2 separate regions of the Mus musculus genome follow, and region 2 is linked to region 1. Evidence: chromatin contacts called from public HiChIP or PLAC-seq data. All regions are on one chromosome and are shown on one strand. The core of a region is the stretch at or near the end of the contact, and the rest is flanking DNA. Distances in the headings are between cores, read along the strand shown.

Region 1 (7,907 bases), core at 2,887-5,386:
TCCATGTTATCTCCTGTACTTTTTTGTTTTGTCTCTTGGGTTCATTAGGTTGGAGCTTTGAGTAAAGAGAGTTTACTTGTGTCCTCCTACTTAGCTTCTGATAGAATTCTTAGCAAGTACTGATCTGGTACAAGCTGGAAAAGGTTACTTTTTTTTCCTCCAGTTGTAGAATGCAACCAGCTTTCTGTAGCCATTATAAGAAGGCCAGTCTAACAATTATGATAAGGATGGGAACACAAGACTGACTAAGCCAGTGCAGAGCTGTTTCCTGAATGCCCAGAACAGATGTGATTTGTAGACTTAAGGATCTGCTCTCAGGTGAAAGAGGCAGGATGGCCTCATGAACCGTTTTCTTCAGGGCACCCCTTGGAAGGATCAGAATGGACGCCAGGTGCTCAGGAAGCTGAGTCATGAGTTGCACTATGGCTGCTATTAGCTAGCAGTGAATGTGGCCTAGGGTTAGCTCACTGGGGCTGCCAGAGTCCACACCATAAAAGTATAGATTCTTACTACTACAGGAAGGAAACAGAGTGACCCACTGCGATAATATTAGCCACTGAATAATGGTGTTGGCCATCTTTCTTTTAAAATCATAGCTACACATAGAATAATAGGATGTATTAAAGATTTATGTCAGGCCCCAGGGATAAGCTCACCACTGTCTACTATTGCTAAGACTGAGGCCAAATTCATAAACTGGACTTTCTGTGCGTCAAACTACCCTTGGCATGCCTTTTATTTATTAACTGCTTTATACTTTTATTTATTAAATGCTCCTGCATACTGCCTTTATTACTGTCCTCTGAAGTCCACATGCATGTTGCATAGTCTTGATATCCTACCTCCTGTTAGTGTGTGTGTGTTCTTGAAGGAAGAGCCGAAGTTAATATTCTCAGGGCTGTGAAATATTTTTAACAAGATCTGGACACCTTTTCCAAACTACCTCCTCCATCACCCATCTGATTGTGTGCATTTTCTTCCAGATGTGTGCAATGGACTATTGGAAACCTCACTGATCACTTACCTTAATACCACAAATCAGTGGTGTTGTAAATCAGACATCACGAAACATCTCTGTGGTCCAATCTACATCCCAGAACTCTATAGGCACAAGTAGAATGGGAGCTGGATCAGGAGATAGGAGAGCCTGGATGGTCCCACACCATTGTGGGTAGGCTGCCCTGGCTGGTTGGACTAATAAATACCTTCCCCAGATAGAAAGGATATTGTAAAATTGTACATAGCTGATACAAAGAACTGTACTTATGACATTGAGATGAACATAACTAAGCATTCATAATTTTGTAAGGACTCCAACCAATTCTGTTTGTGGCCTGGTTCTCTGGCCTTCCAATTGACATTCTCTACCCAACCTTCCATGACCTGAATAATTTCTTGCTTGTCCCATCAAAGTCACCTCCAACCCATAAATATGAATGTGGTGACCACTGAAGGCTAGCAAAGGCTTCTTTTTTATACGGTTTTACTGTAAATGAAGAAACTACAGGTCTGATCTATGCCTTTACGTTTTTAGTGCAGTGACCTTCTGCAAGAGCCCTGGTTAAGTTAGTCCTCAGGCCAGCATGCCGACCAAGTCCATCCCTCTCTTTTTCCTGGATTTTACAGGTGAGACATGTACATGCACAGCTAGAGAGCATTGCATGTATAAGCACTATACTAGAGAGGCTTGTGAGCAGAAACCTTTGAACAGCAGCTGTAGAAACAGAGGGACATTTGACTGACAGCAATAGACAGAGAAGAGACAGAGAGATTCTAGTCTACCATGAATGGGACAAGAATCTTTGCATGTTCCTTAGAGGGTGGAGTGCTGCTTTGCTGCTGTTTGGTGGAGGCTCCCTTGTACTGCTTGTCATGGTGACCTACTGATGATGTGGTACTCTAGGGCTATGGTAATCTCCATTTTCAGTGCCACAGTGAAAAGCCACTTGCAGAATGAAGCCACAGGCCTATATAGAGAAAGATGCAGTACCTGGCCCTGAGGACCTCATTCCTCTTCTTTCTCCTCTTCTTCCCTTTTGTGTGACTGCACACACTTCCAGTATCCTATTTGTTTTGTGGATGCAGGCAGAGAAAACAAGCCATCTGGTCTACCTTGCTAAGGGACATCTAAACCATTACTCTTCTGGCTCAGAATGAAGCTTGTTTAGTATAATTAGTTGGCGATTTTGTGAGTGGGAATGTTCTGCCAGAAGTGTTCTGTGTTTAGAGGACTTCAGAGTCAATTCTGAGCTTGTCTTCATGCTTAAGGAGAGGAGACCACAGAATTTACTCACTGCCATCTTTTCTTGATGTCAATTTCTGAAGGTTAGTGGCGAAGGTCAGCTATGGAAAAAAAATGCCTGGGGACAGATTCATAAAGTATGGTACAAGTAACCACACCTATTTTATTCCCGGATATCTAAGCTTCATCGCAGCATCCTGGGAAGAGATGCTTTCATAATCCAATCTCAGGGATGAAGAAATCAAGGCCTAGAAGTGCCTACTGGCTTGTGCAGGCATGTGGTGAGTCAGAACTGATCTCAGTAGCCTTTTGAGCCTGGGCTCTGTGGTTCTCTGGTCTGTACCCAATTCGCCATCACATTCCTGCCTGCTTGTCACTTCTGCATCTTTCTTTCAGTATTACTTTTTAGAAGGAAACTAAAAAGAAATCATTCTATAAACCTAAGTCTTAGGAGGAAGAGTGCTCAGAGAAGAGCCATACTGGGGACTATAGTGCCCTGTGCTTGTGCTTAAGAGAGTGAAGAATTAGGGAAGTTGATCCTGTCCTCTGGTGTGCCCTCTGGAACTATCATGGCTTCTGCTGGCAAGGGGACACTGGCTGACACAGAGATGCTCCAGGCATGTGAGGTTGTCTGTTTCCACCAGGAATAAAGAAGAGGGTCAGGCTGTTCTCCTCATATCTCCAACACATCCTTCATCTTCTCCTTCTTTCCACTATGATACTATAGGATCTGCCATTCCATGTTCCTTACACATGCTTAAAGACATCACACTGCTAAGTGATGGTGAAGGGTGGTTCCTATTAAAGCCCCCCAGGTCCTCAGCTGGAACCTATCACCTCCTTGAAGTGACGACACCAGGTGTCTCCTTAGCTCAGTACAGGCTGCTTAGAGGATGCTTAGAGGCTGCTTAGAGGTGCCGGTGACCTTTTGTACCCCTGTTTTAAACAGGGAGGTTACACCATTGCTGGTTCCTATTCTGTCAGGAGCACCCATAACTTAGTGGTTTCTTGTAGAAAACAGAAAGTCATAGTGACCTGATAAAAGACTTCCTATAAGTTACTGCTGGAGGTTCATTCCATGAAGAGGAAAGCAAAACAGATAATTGGAATTCATTCAAATTAAGACTTCGACCATTAAAAGGTAGTTTAAAAGGAAATGGGGAAAAAACTGGTCATTTTAGGGAAGAAACATCTGTGGATCTAATACCAGAAACAATGGCAATTTTAAAAGACATGAACACACACTTCATCACATAAAGAATGAAGACAGCAAATAAACATGTGAAAAGATACTTAGCATCTTAGGGAAATTCAAGTTAAAAACCACAAAGTAATACCACCTCATGTCTATTATTGTCTAAATGAAAAGGCTAAACATGCCATCATTGGTGGGGAAGTAGTTTTATAGGTTCCTAACAAAGTTAACTAAGGGCTGGGGTGATGGCTCAGTCAGTAAAGTACCTGACAGGCAATCATGGAGAGCCAGGTTCTGATTCCTAGAAACCACACTAAGATCTAGGCATGGTGCATGTGCCTGCAAAGGGTAGCATTCTTTGCATATTTAGGATATCAATCCTCCTTCTAGTATTAGATCCACAAATGGATGCTGCTTTCCCTAGGACAAGGCTGAAGGGAGCCCAGGCCCATTGAGACACGGCTTGGGTGGAGTGCAGGAAGACACAGGAAGACGAACAGCAAGCATAGTGGAGTGGGCCAAACTGGCTTCCCAGTTGCAGACGCTCAGGGGGCCCTTTCCTTAGCTTCTGTTTTCACCTATGAGGTGAGCTGCCTTGGGGCTCCCAGCTTGAAGTCCTTACTTCACACTGGAACCACAAGGCAGAGAGAGTCCATGTCCAGAGGCTGCTTATCTATCAGCCTTCCTAGAGAAAGAGGAAGTCTTCCTTTCCTCCCTGGTAATCTTTTCCTCCCATTTCTAACATCCAGGATGTTTGTAGTCCCACCTCAGAGACTGGAGAAAATCTTACACAAAAACCCGGCTTTTAAGCCTCCCAATAATGGCCTTATTAAAACTTAAACAAAAGGCACAGCATTGGTTTATTGCCCCCTTGCAGCCATCTAGAAGCCAAGAGGCATGTCACCCAGAGCGTAGTGAGCTGAGGGGCAACAAGGTGTGGCTTGGTGGAAACAATGTCCACACAACCAAACCAGACAGTCCCACACTTTATCAGCTCAGGAAGACAAAGGAGGCCACGTTTCTGCTTGGATCCCATAAACACTAGATTCCCTTACAATGGCACACCCCTCCCTTTCACATCCCCCTCAGCAGCAGGAGTTCCAACACTGCCCTGGGACGCCGAGGCTTAGACATTCCCAGGAGTCCAGATTCAAGCACACCCTGCCTACACTTGATGTCCAGCCAGCTTGTCTGGGTGAGTGTAGGGAACCTTTACATGGAGGTCGGACTTGGAAACACTGGCCTAAAGGGCATTTACTTCCCTGTCTGGCAGCTGTCATTGATACAAATTGCTGCACAAATCCTGTCTCTGATGAAAGTTTAATGAAGTCACTGTGCTGGTTCCCTGAGAACTCAGGGGCTTATATGTCCCCAGATGTGTCCTTAGACTCTCAGGAGCTGAGATATGCAGGAGTAACCACCGAGAGGGTGTCCTATAGATAATTCTTCTAAGTTCTAAAGGACAGTAGTTTGCTTTTGTTTTGTTTTTGAAAGGCAGACTCTTTTCCTATCAGGATCATACAAGTGTTTTATAGATAGGGAACCCAGTGTAAGCTGTGGAAAAGAAGCCCCCCCCCCCACCACCACCACCATATGACGACAGATAGGCTATGGTGCAAAGTGATAGGTCATTTCTCCTTCAGGAGCACATTGTCCCTTCTGGTACCTGATCTTGACTGGGTATCTGGGCTGAGCAATGTTTCATGTCTCCAAACATCTGTGAAGGGGATCAAAAGGCCATTTCTCTGAAACTTTTCTTTCCAGGTGTATCCCCTGACTCCTAACCTATGTGTGTGGGGGGTGGGGGGTGGGGGGTGGGGGGGAAGGGCGGGGAGGGTGGCCAGAGGGGAAAGGATGCAAATCTAATCCCACTGGCATCTGTGCTAGTTATGTTCACAAACTGTGACCCAAAATACTAAGAAAGAGCTTTAAAGGGGTTACTTGGGTTCCTAGTTTCAGAGATTTTGGTCTACAGTCCTTGTTCGCATTTCTTCTTGGTCTATAGTGAAGTGAGCAGATATTCCTCAGAGCAGGACACTCACAGCTAACATACAAGTGGTAGCAGGATCACACTGAGAGGATGCTGCACTTGATAGCTAACACAGAGAGGAAGGGACCAGGGACTAGACAGACCCTCAAAGCCCAGTTTCCTGTGACTTGCACCCTCTAGTTCCATCTCTTCCCTCAAAGTTTCTACAATGTCTCCATACAGTGTCTCCAGATGGAAACCAAGCATTCGATACGTGAGTTTAGGTGTGGAAACATTTCATATTCAGACCACGGAAGTCTCCAGTGTGCCTGGGACATTCAGTTCTGAGTCCGAGATCTAGGCCCTAGTTCTTTTTGACTAAGGAGAAAAAGTTGCCCAGAGTTTCAATTTAGGTCTGATTTTGTATAATAACAAAAGGTCTGAAGGTAACTCCTCAGGCAGCTTGTCCTCAAAGGAACCCTGACCATAAGCACAACAGGCAATGACCTCACCAAAGGTCAAAGGCTAAAGTGGAAGAAGAGAAGTGTCATAGCTTGGGAGGGTGGAGAGCTATCTTACACTTCTTTAAGGTTGAATGTCTTGATGGCAGCTCATTTTTCTTTCCCTCTTTTTTCTTTCTCTCTCTCTCATCTTTCCTTCCTTCCCATCCTTCCTTCCTTCCTTCCCATCCTTCCTTCCTTCCTTCCTTCCTTCCTTCCTTCCTTCCTTTCCTTCCTTCCTTCCTTCCTTCCTTCCTTCCTTCGTTCCTTCCTTCCTTCCTTCCTTTCCTTCCTTCCTTTCCTTCCTTCCTTTCCTTCCTTCCTTCCTTCCTTCCTTCCTTCCTTCCTTCCTTCCTTCCTTCCTTTCCTTCCTTTCCTTCCTTCCTTCCTTCCTTCCTTCCTTCCTTCCTTCCTTCCTTCCTTCCTTCCTTCCTTTTTCTTTTTGTAACTTATGTAAGAAAAACTAAATCCAAAGATCTACTGGCTAGTAATTCATGAGTTGAACAGTATCCCATCTGCAGAACAGAATGGCCCTGGGTGGGAACATTCCTAATACAGTAGAACCTCAAGCATTGAGAGCTGAAGAAATGGAGAAAGACCAAATGAAAAAGTGGGTTGCTTCAGAGTTCCTTTCCTGAGGGCTTAGACTGGAAGACACTTCTATGAGTGGAGGGTGCATCTTTTGTGACTGTATATATCCTGCTTTGGGGAGCATCTGTTTCTAAGCTAGTTTGATGATGTGACATTTCCATGAGAGAGAGAGATTATTCTGGTTCATGCTGGTTCCTAGGACCAAAGGCAGAAGCTGAGTCTATAACCATAGATACTGTGCACCCATTACACTTAAGCCTTATAAGCCGTGACACAGGCAAATTACAGCTCTCTTTTTCCTGTGTACAGCAAATCTCAAAGTTCTTCTAGAGATAGAATCAGCAGATAACTGAGAATGTGTGCTCCTATCATTGGCAAACTCCCCTGATAAGGCAGGAACTGCTTCCCCCTACCTCGAATGTCCTGGGGCAAAGTGACCTTTCACCTTCACTGGCCTGTGCCAGTGTGAAGTCCTCCCTCCCCCCCCCCCCACAATATATATTTTCATCATATTCTTTCTCTTTCCCATCTTCCGTCCTATCCTTTTTCCTGTTCATCCTCTCTCTCTCCCTCTCCCTCTCCCCCCCCCCCTCTCTCTCTCTCTCTGTCTAAAAAAAAAACCCACAAAAACAAAAATGAGAAACTCAGGAAATCCAAACAGACAAACAAAATTCAATAAGATAAAAGAATAGCAAAACCAAACAAATAACATCAACAAGAAAGTACACAGAAAGACATGGGGTCCCCTTTGTGTTGTTGGCTAACTGCTCCTGGGCATGGCTCTGCCCTGGAAGGGCTTACTCGGTCTTTGAAACCTCCTCCACTGGGTAGGAGCATTTCAACAATGACTGCAAGCATAATGAAGGACCCAAAACAAACACCTTGATTAAAGCATTTCTGTCATCGATTAGAAAGTTCAACACTGGAAACTACACATGAAATTCTATTTACATTATCGGTTAGCTAGGGGGTTATATTTCAAAACTTCTTAGTTTCTTTTCAAAATTCTGGGCTCTCTCAGTTCCTTGTATAAGCGAGGTTGAGAACACTATGCTCTAATGATTCTTCAAGTAGTAACAGGACCCTCAGGGGCCTTCCAGACAGTGAGCTTTTAAACTATGTCTTCAAAACCTTAACTGATGGGCAGTAGCCTGGGGGGACTGCCCACAGGGTCAAAACAAGCACACTGGTGTATACAAAAGGACACTGGGTTAGAGTTTTTCCTGAGCCACTGAGCAAATGCATCCCAGCACAGACGATGAGACAAACCAGCATAGTCTCAGAGGACATTGCTGGGTTTCACCAAGAAGAGGACATTTATGCACTCATAATGATTTTCTCTTTTATGCCGTTCCCATCCCACCCAGAGCCCTATTCACAAGGCCCAGGAAAGACACAGTGTACAAAGCA
Region 2 (7,907 bases), core at 2,043-4,542, 400 kb before region 1:
GTTTTAAAGTCAAGGCTATTTGGAATGCTTAAATTAGGTGTTGTGCATTCAGATAAAAATAGATTATAACATTTAAACCCAATATGTATGGTATCACTTTCCACTTTCTAGGAATCCAAGGTGCATGTTTTCTATTATTTATTTATTAATTTTGGTTTTTTGAGACAGGGTCTCTCTGTGTAGCCCTGGCTGTCCTGGAACTCACTCTGTAGACCAGGCTGGCCTGGAACTCAGAAATCCACCTGCTTCTGCCTCCCAAGTGCTGGGATTAAAGGTGTGTGCCACCATGCCTGGCTTCTTATTCCTTTTCTTATTTACATGTTCCTGGTAGCTTAGGCAAGAATAATGGGTAAGAAATCATCCCTAGAGATGGGGCCACTAACATGACCTTATCCCCAGGGAAACCAATGCTTTACTTGCTAAATCATTTAAAAAACAATTATGATAAAAACTTTCCCAACAATAAAACTTCATATGGCTACACGTGTGTCATCAGAGGTGGATTTTGTTATGTGGTAAAGAAAACCTTAATTAGAAAGAGTTAAAATAGTTTAAATTTATACATTGAAGATTATAAAAAATCAGGCACTAAATGTTAAATAATAATTGACCATGAGGCTGGAAAGTTAGTTCAGTGGTTAAGAGCACTGACCTTTAAAGATTTATTAACCTGCTCCTGGAAACCCGCCCCCCACTGAATACATCCACTGAATACAAAAAAAAAAAAAAAAAAAAAAAAAGAACTGTTCTATTTGTGATTCACTGAATACATAGTTTCAGAGTTGTAATGCTTGGATGATTTTTGTGCTTTACTGTGCCAAGTGATTTTTTTTTTTTTTTTTGGTTTTTCCAGACAGGGTTTCTCTGTATAGCCCTGGCTGTCCTGGAACTCACTTTGTAGACCAGGCTGGCCTCGAACTCAGAAATCCGCCTGCCTCTGCCTCCCAAGTGCTGGGATTAAAGCCGTGTCACCACGCCCGGCTGGATATAGTTTCTAAGAGATGTAATGTTTGGTTTTTTTAATGTATAAAACCCCCTGCTTGAGAGCTGCAGAATACACTCAGATTCAAACTGGCTCTGTGTTTGTCTCTGTTTGTCACAGCTGAATCCTTACCCACCTGCTTCAAAGACTCTCATTCCAGGGACCCCCATGCCCAGCTGGGGTGGTCTGTGGCATGTGTGTATATATCTATGTATGTATGTATGTATGTATGTATGTATGTATGTATGTATTCAAATATAAATACACTTAGCATTGCTTATGTGTTTTTAGGGTTGACTACTTGTGTTGGATTACCAATTAGGTGACCCATTCCTAGAGAAGGCTGATTCTCCCTTTCTCAGCAGTCATTACTTGCCTGTAGCTCTTCATGTAAGGGTGGGTCCTTCTGAGATGTCCCCTATGCACTGGTGTGGTCATTGTTAGGGTGTTATTTAGGCTACCATATGGTTGAGAGATCTTATGGGTCTCTCTCTTGGTTTCTGTGTGATGTTCTCTGAGCCTTAGATGCAGGGGCTTGTGTTATGGTGGGGATATATCAATTGGCATTTTGGCACACTGTGGTAAGCAGTTCTCTGCATTTTGATCAGTTGTGGCTTTCTGTAATTGTCTCTGCTGCAAAAGAAACTCCCAGGATGAAGGATGAGAGCACACTTATTTATGTGTTTAAGGATAAGTAGTAAGAATGTTGTTAGAGGGGGTTGGAGAGAGCAGTTAAGGGCACTGACTGCTCTTCCTGAGGTCCTGTGTTCAACTACCAGCAGCCACAGGGTAGCTCACAACCATCTGTAATGGGATCTGATGCCCTCTTCTGGTGTTTCTGAAGACAGCTACAATAGACTCATATACATAAAAAATTAATAAATCTTAAAAACAAGAACGCTGTTACAAATTATACTGTTTTAGGGAACATGACAATACTAAGTTATCTATGATCCATGGACTTACTGGTCACAGATAGGCTTATAGTATCAGATATGTAATCTATTCTTTGGTTTGTAAATCCATTCAGATGGTTGTTGGCTATCCCTAAATTATAAGTGCCACTGCTGCATCTTTGGGAATATCTATTAAAAATAATTTATTATTCTCTTACTTTATATATATAAGTGCTTCACCTGCATGTATGTATGTGTACTGTGTGTTCTGCCTGGTGCCCATGGAAGTCAGAAGTGGGAGTTAGATCCCTGGAACTGGAATTCTAGATTGTTTGCTTGCTTGTTTTTGCTTGTTTGTTTTGTTTTGTTTGTTTGTTTGTTTTTGAGACAGGGTTTCTCTGTGTAGCCCTGGCTGTTCTGGAACTCACTTTGTAGACCAGGCTGGCCTGGAATTCAGAAATCCACCTGCCTCTGCCTCCCAAGTGCTGGGATTAAAGGTGTGCGCCACCATCGCCCTGCTTTGCTTGGTTTTTCAAGCCAAGGTTTCTCTATGTATCCCTGGATGTCCTGAATTGTACTCTGAAGGATGGCCTTGTACTTGGATATGGCTGCCTCTGCATCCAGAGTGCTGGGATTTGTAAAGGGTCCCTGAAAGTTTTACAGCGGACATGGAAACCATCTGTGAAGAGACAGGAGTGAAATTTGGTTCAGGCTGGTTTAGGCACCAATCCTATGCCAGGACTTTGAGAATCTGACACCAGTTCATTTATTTTAGCCATATTTAAGCACAGCAGTTTTAGAAAAAAGTTTTCAGATAACAAATAACTCAGTCCTGTGAGTACAACAAAGCTTAAGACATGCTTTGGCCGGGCGGTGGTGGAGCACACCTTAAATCCCAGCACTTGGGAGGCAGAGGCAGGTGGATTTCTGAGTTCGAGGTCAGCCTGGTCTACAGAGTGAGTTCCAGGACAGCCAGGGCTATACAGAGCAAACCTGTCTCGAAAAACCAAAAAAGAAAAAAAGAAGACCAAAAAAAAAAAAAAAAAAGACATGTTTCATTGAACTCTTTACAAAGTATTCATATAAGGTGGGTTCTTGTTGACTTAGAAACAATGCTCAAGATAATGGTCCAGAGAGAATGCCTTAGGTAAACATTAAGGCCCACAGCAGTCCTGATTGCCAGCCCCATCCCTAAGATAACACAGCAGCCACCTAGGTTGTTGTAAAGTCCAAATTTCATCACAAGAATGATTTTTATGACCTAGAAATAATGCTCAAGGTTTTAGGAGGAAAGGATCTAGGATAAGTAAAATATAAATTCTGAGAGATATGGCAGCGCCTAGCTCATAAGACAGCAGAGAATTGCCAGGTTGTAAACTATATCCATTCCTAGAATTCCAGGAAGAAGATAGGTTAAGCATCTCCTTCCTTTGAAGAATGCCTATGTAAAATAGTTCCTGGATTCTCCAGAACCTATCTGTGTGTACAAGGACTTTTTGCCTTTTACAGGGATTAGAGTTGTGCACCACCTTGTGGTCTATAGAAAGTAGTTAACCACATAGGTGCTGGAAGCTGAACCTGGACTCTCTGCAAGAACAACAAATGCTCTTAACCCCTGATCTGTCTCCCCAGCTGCATTTTTTTTTGGGGGGGATATTCTTGCTATGCTGAACAGTGTGGTTTATAGGTATCACAATTAGGTAGGATTATCCTCAATGGGCTGACCCTCCTACAATAATTGTTAAATCAAGAGATGCTCCACGGATTTGCCTGTGGGAGGAATGTTTTCAAGGGAAGGTCCTTCTCAGATGGCCAGGGCTTGTGTCAATTTCACCACCACCACCACCACCACCACCACCACCACCACCACCACCACCACCACCACCACCTAACTAGGTGAGCATGGTGGCACATTCCTTTAATTGCACAACTCAGAAAGCAGACACAAGGGGATCTCTGTGAGTTCCAAGCTAGCTTAGTCTACATAGAGTTCCAGGGCCACCAGGGCTACCATAGAACTTATTTCAAAGCCGGACATGGTGGCGCACGCCTTTAATCCCAGCACTTGGGAGGCAGAGGCAGGCGGATTTCTGAGTTCGAGGCCAGCCTGGTCTACAGAGTGAGTTCCAGGACAGCCAGGGTTATACAGAGAAACCCTGTCTCGAAAAAACAAACAAACAAACAAAAGAAACCCAGAACTTATTTCAAAAGCAACATTGTGTAGAATAGTCTGTATATATCTCTTTCTTCCATTTGCTATATCATGCCATTTAATGCAATGACATTTCTTTCTTTCTTTCTTTCTTTCTTTCTTTCTTTCTTTCTTTCTTTCTTTCTTTCTTTCTTTTTTTTTTTGTCCATATGACCTTTCTATTGGATAAAATGGAGTTGGTACTATTGCTGAGTTGGAGTTATCCCAGTAGTAGCTTCTTATGAAACTGGGTGCCCAGGATTTGGTGCATGTATTGGGCTGTGCATCAGGCTGGCTTTGACCTCACAGAGATCCACCTGCATCTGCTTCCTGAGTGCATTAGGTGTTGAGACAGTTTTCTTGTGTAGCCCTGGCTGTTCTGGAACTCACTTTGTATACCTGGCTAGCCTCGAACTCAGAAATCCGCCTGCCTCTGCCTCCCAAGTGCTGGGATTAAAGGTGTGTGCCACCACCGCCGGGCAGGAGCTGTGTCGTAATGTACCCTAAGACAATTCTAACTGTGTCAGCCATCGAAGCTGGGAGGAGGAAGGCCTCTATCCACATGAGGGGGTTGCCATAGACACAGTCAATGACTTTCCACCTCAGGTCATTCTGTGAAGTCCTCTTGGTACTTTGAAAGGGTTTCAGTTTAGGGGGGTCTCTCTTATGGAGTTTGTTTCTCATTAAAACAAATCCTTGTAAAATGTTGTCCTTTGGCAAGTTTCACGCCCTTCGCCGTTTAGAGATAGTGTGGACCCCCATACAACTGTAACTTTGTGTTGTAGCATTCACACTCTGAGATCCCCAGCACACTCCCTCCCCCTTTTTATAAGATTCAACCCTGCTGGAGATTTCTGGGACCTCTCTGGTCAAGAGGCTTGATCATTTAGCTCCTATCATTCTCTGGGTCCTGACTGACCTTGAGGACAAAGGCTAGGAAACTTTTGATTTTCCTCACTGGTGTAGGCTTAAAGCTTATCCCCAGAGGGAAAGCTTTATCAGTTTGTAATTTTAAACTGCTTTTTTTTTTTTTTAACATTTTAAAAAGGCTTGGTCAAAACAACCCAATTTAAAAAGAACCTTGGCTTTGTTATGACTCAGTTTCCCCAGGTGGTTAAACCCTAAGGAGGCCAGCAAAACCACAAGTAATGACCTTGTACTTAGACCCTCCTTCTTTTTAACCAGTTCTTGTGTTACCATAGTAACACACAGTATGTATGTATTGTATGTTACATTTTAACACATATAAACTAGTTCTTTTTTTAAAAAAGATTTATTTACTATTATACATAAGTACACTGTAGCTGTCTTCAGCCGCACCAGAAGAGTGCATCAAATCTCATTGCGGGTGGTTGTGAGCCACCATGTGGTTGCTGGGATTTGAACTCAGGACCTTCAGAAGAGCAGTCAGCGCCCTTATCCACTGAACCATTTCGCCAGCCTATAAACTAGTTCTTGTGTCTGTAGAGCACTATAATCTTGGAGATTTTCTTTCTTTAAATGTTTTGAGACAAGTTCTCTCTACATAGTCCCAGAACTCACTTTGTAGACCAGGGTATCCTCAAAATCGCAGAGATCTGCTGGCTTCTGCCTAGAGTGCTGTGATTAAAGGTGTGGCCACCACACCTGTCTAACCTTAGGGATTTTTTTTCCCTTTTGGTTTTCCTGAGACTGAGGTTCCTTGTGTGGCCTTGGCTGTCCTGGAACTCACTCTGTAGACAAGGCTGGCTCCCAATTGAGAGATCCACCTACTTCTGCTCCTTGAGTGCTGGGATCAAAGGCGTGTGCCACCACAGGCCAGCACCTTAGGGATTTTTAATAAACTTTAATCATCTAACATATATCACCCTTAACCTCATTTTCAGGGCTGGAGAGTTGGCTCAGTGGCTTCCCAGCAACCACATGGTGGCTCACAACCATCAGTAATGGGATCTGATGCCCTCTTCTGGTGTGTCTGAAGACAGCAACAGTCCCATTTCCGAAATAAGCCTGGTGGTGCAACTTGCTCAGACCTTCTGTGAAGGACTTTCATGCCTTTGTCTTCATCTTCTGTTTTAAATTCCTAGGATAAAAATCCCACCATTATCTAAAACATTCTCTTTTTAATCCTTTCTACCAAAAATAAAAAGACGTCATACTTCCCTCTCTTTCTTTTACCTTCTCTCTTTCTCTCTGCCTTTCTATAATAAAACCATAAAGAAGACTTCATACTAATCCTTCTCAACAACTCTCTCTCTTTTTCTATTTTCTCTCTCTCTCCCTCTCCTAGTTACCACTTATTTCATCTTCCCAGGCGAGAGTTTAAGCCAAATTATATTCCTGGCACATCATAGCAAAAATGATTGCCTGTATACATATTTGTAATGTCCAAGCTTTCTCCTATTGCACGTCTCCAGAAAAATCTGTCCATTTGGACTTAAGGTTTACACTTTAGTCAGAATTTTGGCATATTGCCATTGAACCTGAGTAGGACACTACTCTTTGTATGCAAAAAAAGGCAGGAAGAAAATACCCACAGAACCAAAGATGTTTTCATGTTTAACATGTAATTGCAGTGTAAGAGGACAGGGGACATTTATTTTCCTTATTCAGGCTAGGGTGGAGAAGAGCATGCAGCCCTAAGGTCTGTTAGGAAAGTAATTTCTTTTTTCTTCCAGATTCATCTTCAGATCTTCTGCACTTTCTCATTATGCTCATTATGATTTACTGTCTGTAAGTTACAGAGTACCTTTTGCATCCTTGGTCCCAAGGACTCTTTATGTCTAACCTAGAGGTTCTCAACCTATGGGTTGTAACCCCTTTGGAGGTTGCATATCAGATACTCTGCTTATCAGATACTCTGCATATCAGATACACTGCATATCAGATACTCTGCATAACAGATACTCTGCATATAAGATATTTGCATCACAGTTCATAGCAATAGCAACATTATAGTTATGAAGTAGCAATGAAAGAATTTCATGGTTGGGGATCACCACATGAGGAACTGTATTAAAGGGTCACAGGAGGGTTGAGAACCACCACTTCAGCGGGGCAGTGGTGGCTCACGCCTTTAATCCCAGCACTCAGGAGGCAGAGGCAGGCGGATTTCTGAGTTCGAGGCCAGCCTGGTCTACAAAGTTAGTTCCAGGATAGCCAGGGCTATACAGAGAAACCCTGTCTTGAAAAACCAGGAGAGAGAGAGAGGGAGAGAGAGAGAGAGAGAGAGAAAGAACCACTGCTCCGACCCCCAGGTCCTTTGTCTTCTGATCCCCATTCTCTCCTGGAACAGGCACTGATTTATCCCTGATAATCTAATCTTTGTGATCAAGCTTCAAAGACCCTGCCTATGGCCTTGGTAGACCTCATTGTTATCCTATCCTATGCAGGTTGTTAGTTGGGGAATTTTCATCTGCTGTCATTACACCCCATGAAGGTGCATGGTCTCTTTCCCAAGCAGCCACAGCAGTCCTTCTTACTCTGCCCACCATCTTCAACAGAGAAGGTCAGGTAGAGTTCTTTGTGATACTTCAACTCTCTCTCTCTCTCTCTTTTTTTTTTTAAGATTTATTTATTGTTATATGTAAGACACTGTAGCTGTCTTCAGACACACCAGAAAAGGGCATCAGATCTCATTATGGATGGTTATAAGCCACCATGTGGTTGCTGAGATTGGAACTCAGAACCTTAGGAAGAACGACTAGTCAGTGCTCTTAACCGTTGAGCCATCTCTCCAGCCCACTTCAACTCTCTTTTAAAGAGTTATTTATTTTATGTATGTGAGTACACTGTAGCTGTACAGTTGTGAACCTTCATGTGGTTGTTGGGAATTGAATTTTAGGACCTCTGCTCACTC

Evidence for each region. HiChIP or PLAC-seq counts read pairs in DNA pulled down with a chosen protein or histone mark.
Region 2: a contact with region 1 is called in an H3K27ac HiChIP or PLAC-seq map of extraembryonic endoderm stem cells. The contact joins two enhancer-like sites. A contact is called at or near these places in 2 of 39 promoter capture datasets (both in the 3T3-L1 cell line), 1 of 115 datasets of contacts at active chromatin or transcription factors (extraembryonic endoderm stem cells) and 1 of 9 other capture datasets (embryonic stem cells).

The regions. Positions count from the first base shown.
Region 1 is chr6:117,457,015-117,464,921 of GRCm38.p6, reverse strand. No RefSeq gene overlaps it. Among named protein-coding and RNA genes, the nearest start is that of 6820426E19Rik, 34 kb to the left of the region's middle. Within about 2 kb of position 4,136, at least 8 of the 459 cell types and tissues checked have an H3K27ac peak or open chromatin away from gene starts, as enhancers often do. A contact at or near this core is called in extraembryonic endoderm stem cells, where this site is marked.
Region 2 is chr6:117,853,691-117,861,597 of GRCm38.p6, reverse strand. No RefSeq gene overlaps it. Among named protein-coding and RNA genes, the nearest start is that of Zfp239, 5.2 kb to the left of the region's middle. Within about 2 kb of position 3,292, at least 11 of the 459 cell types and tissues checked have an H3K27ac peak or open chromatin away from gene starts, as enhancers often do. A contact at or near this core is called in extraembryonic endoderm stem cells, where this site is marked.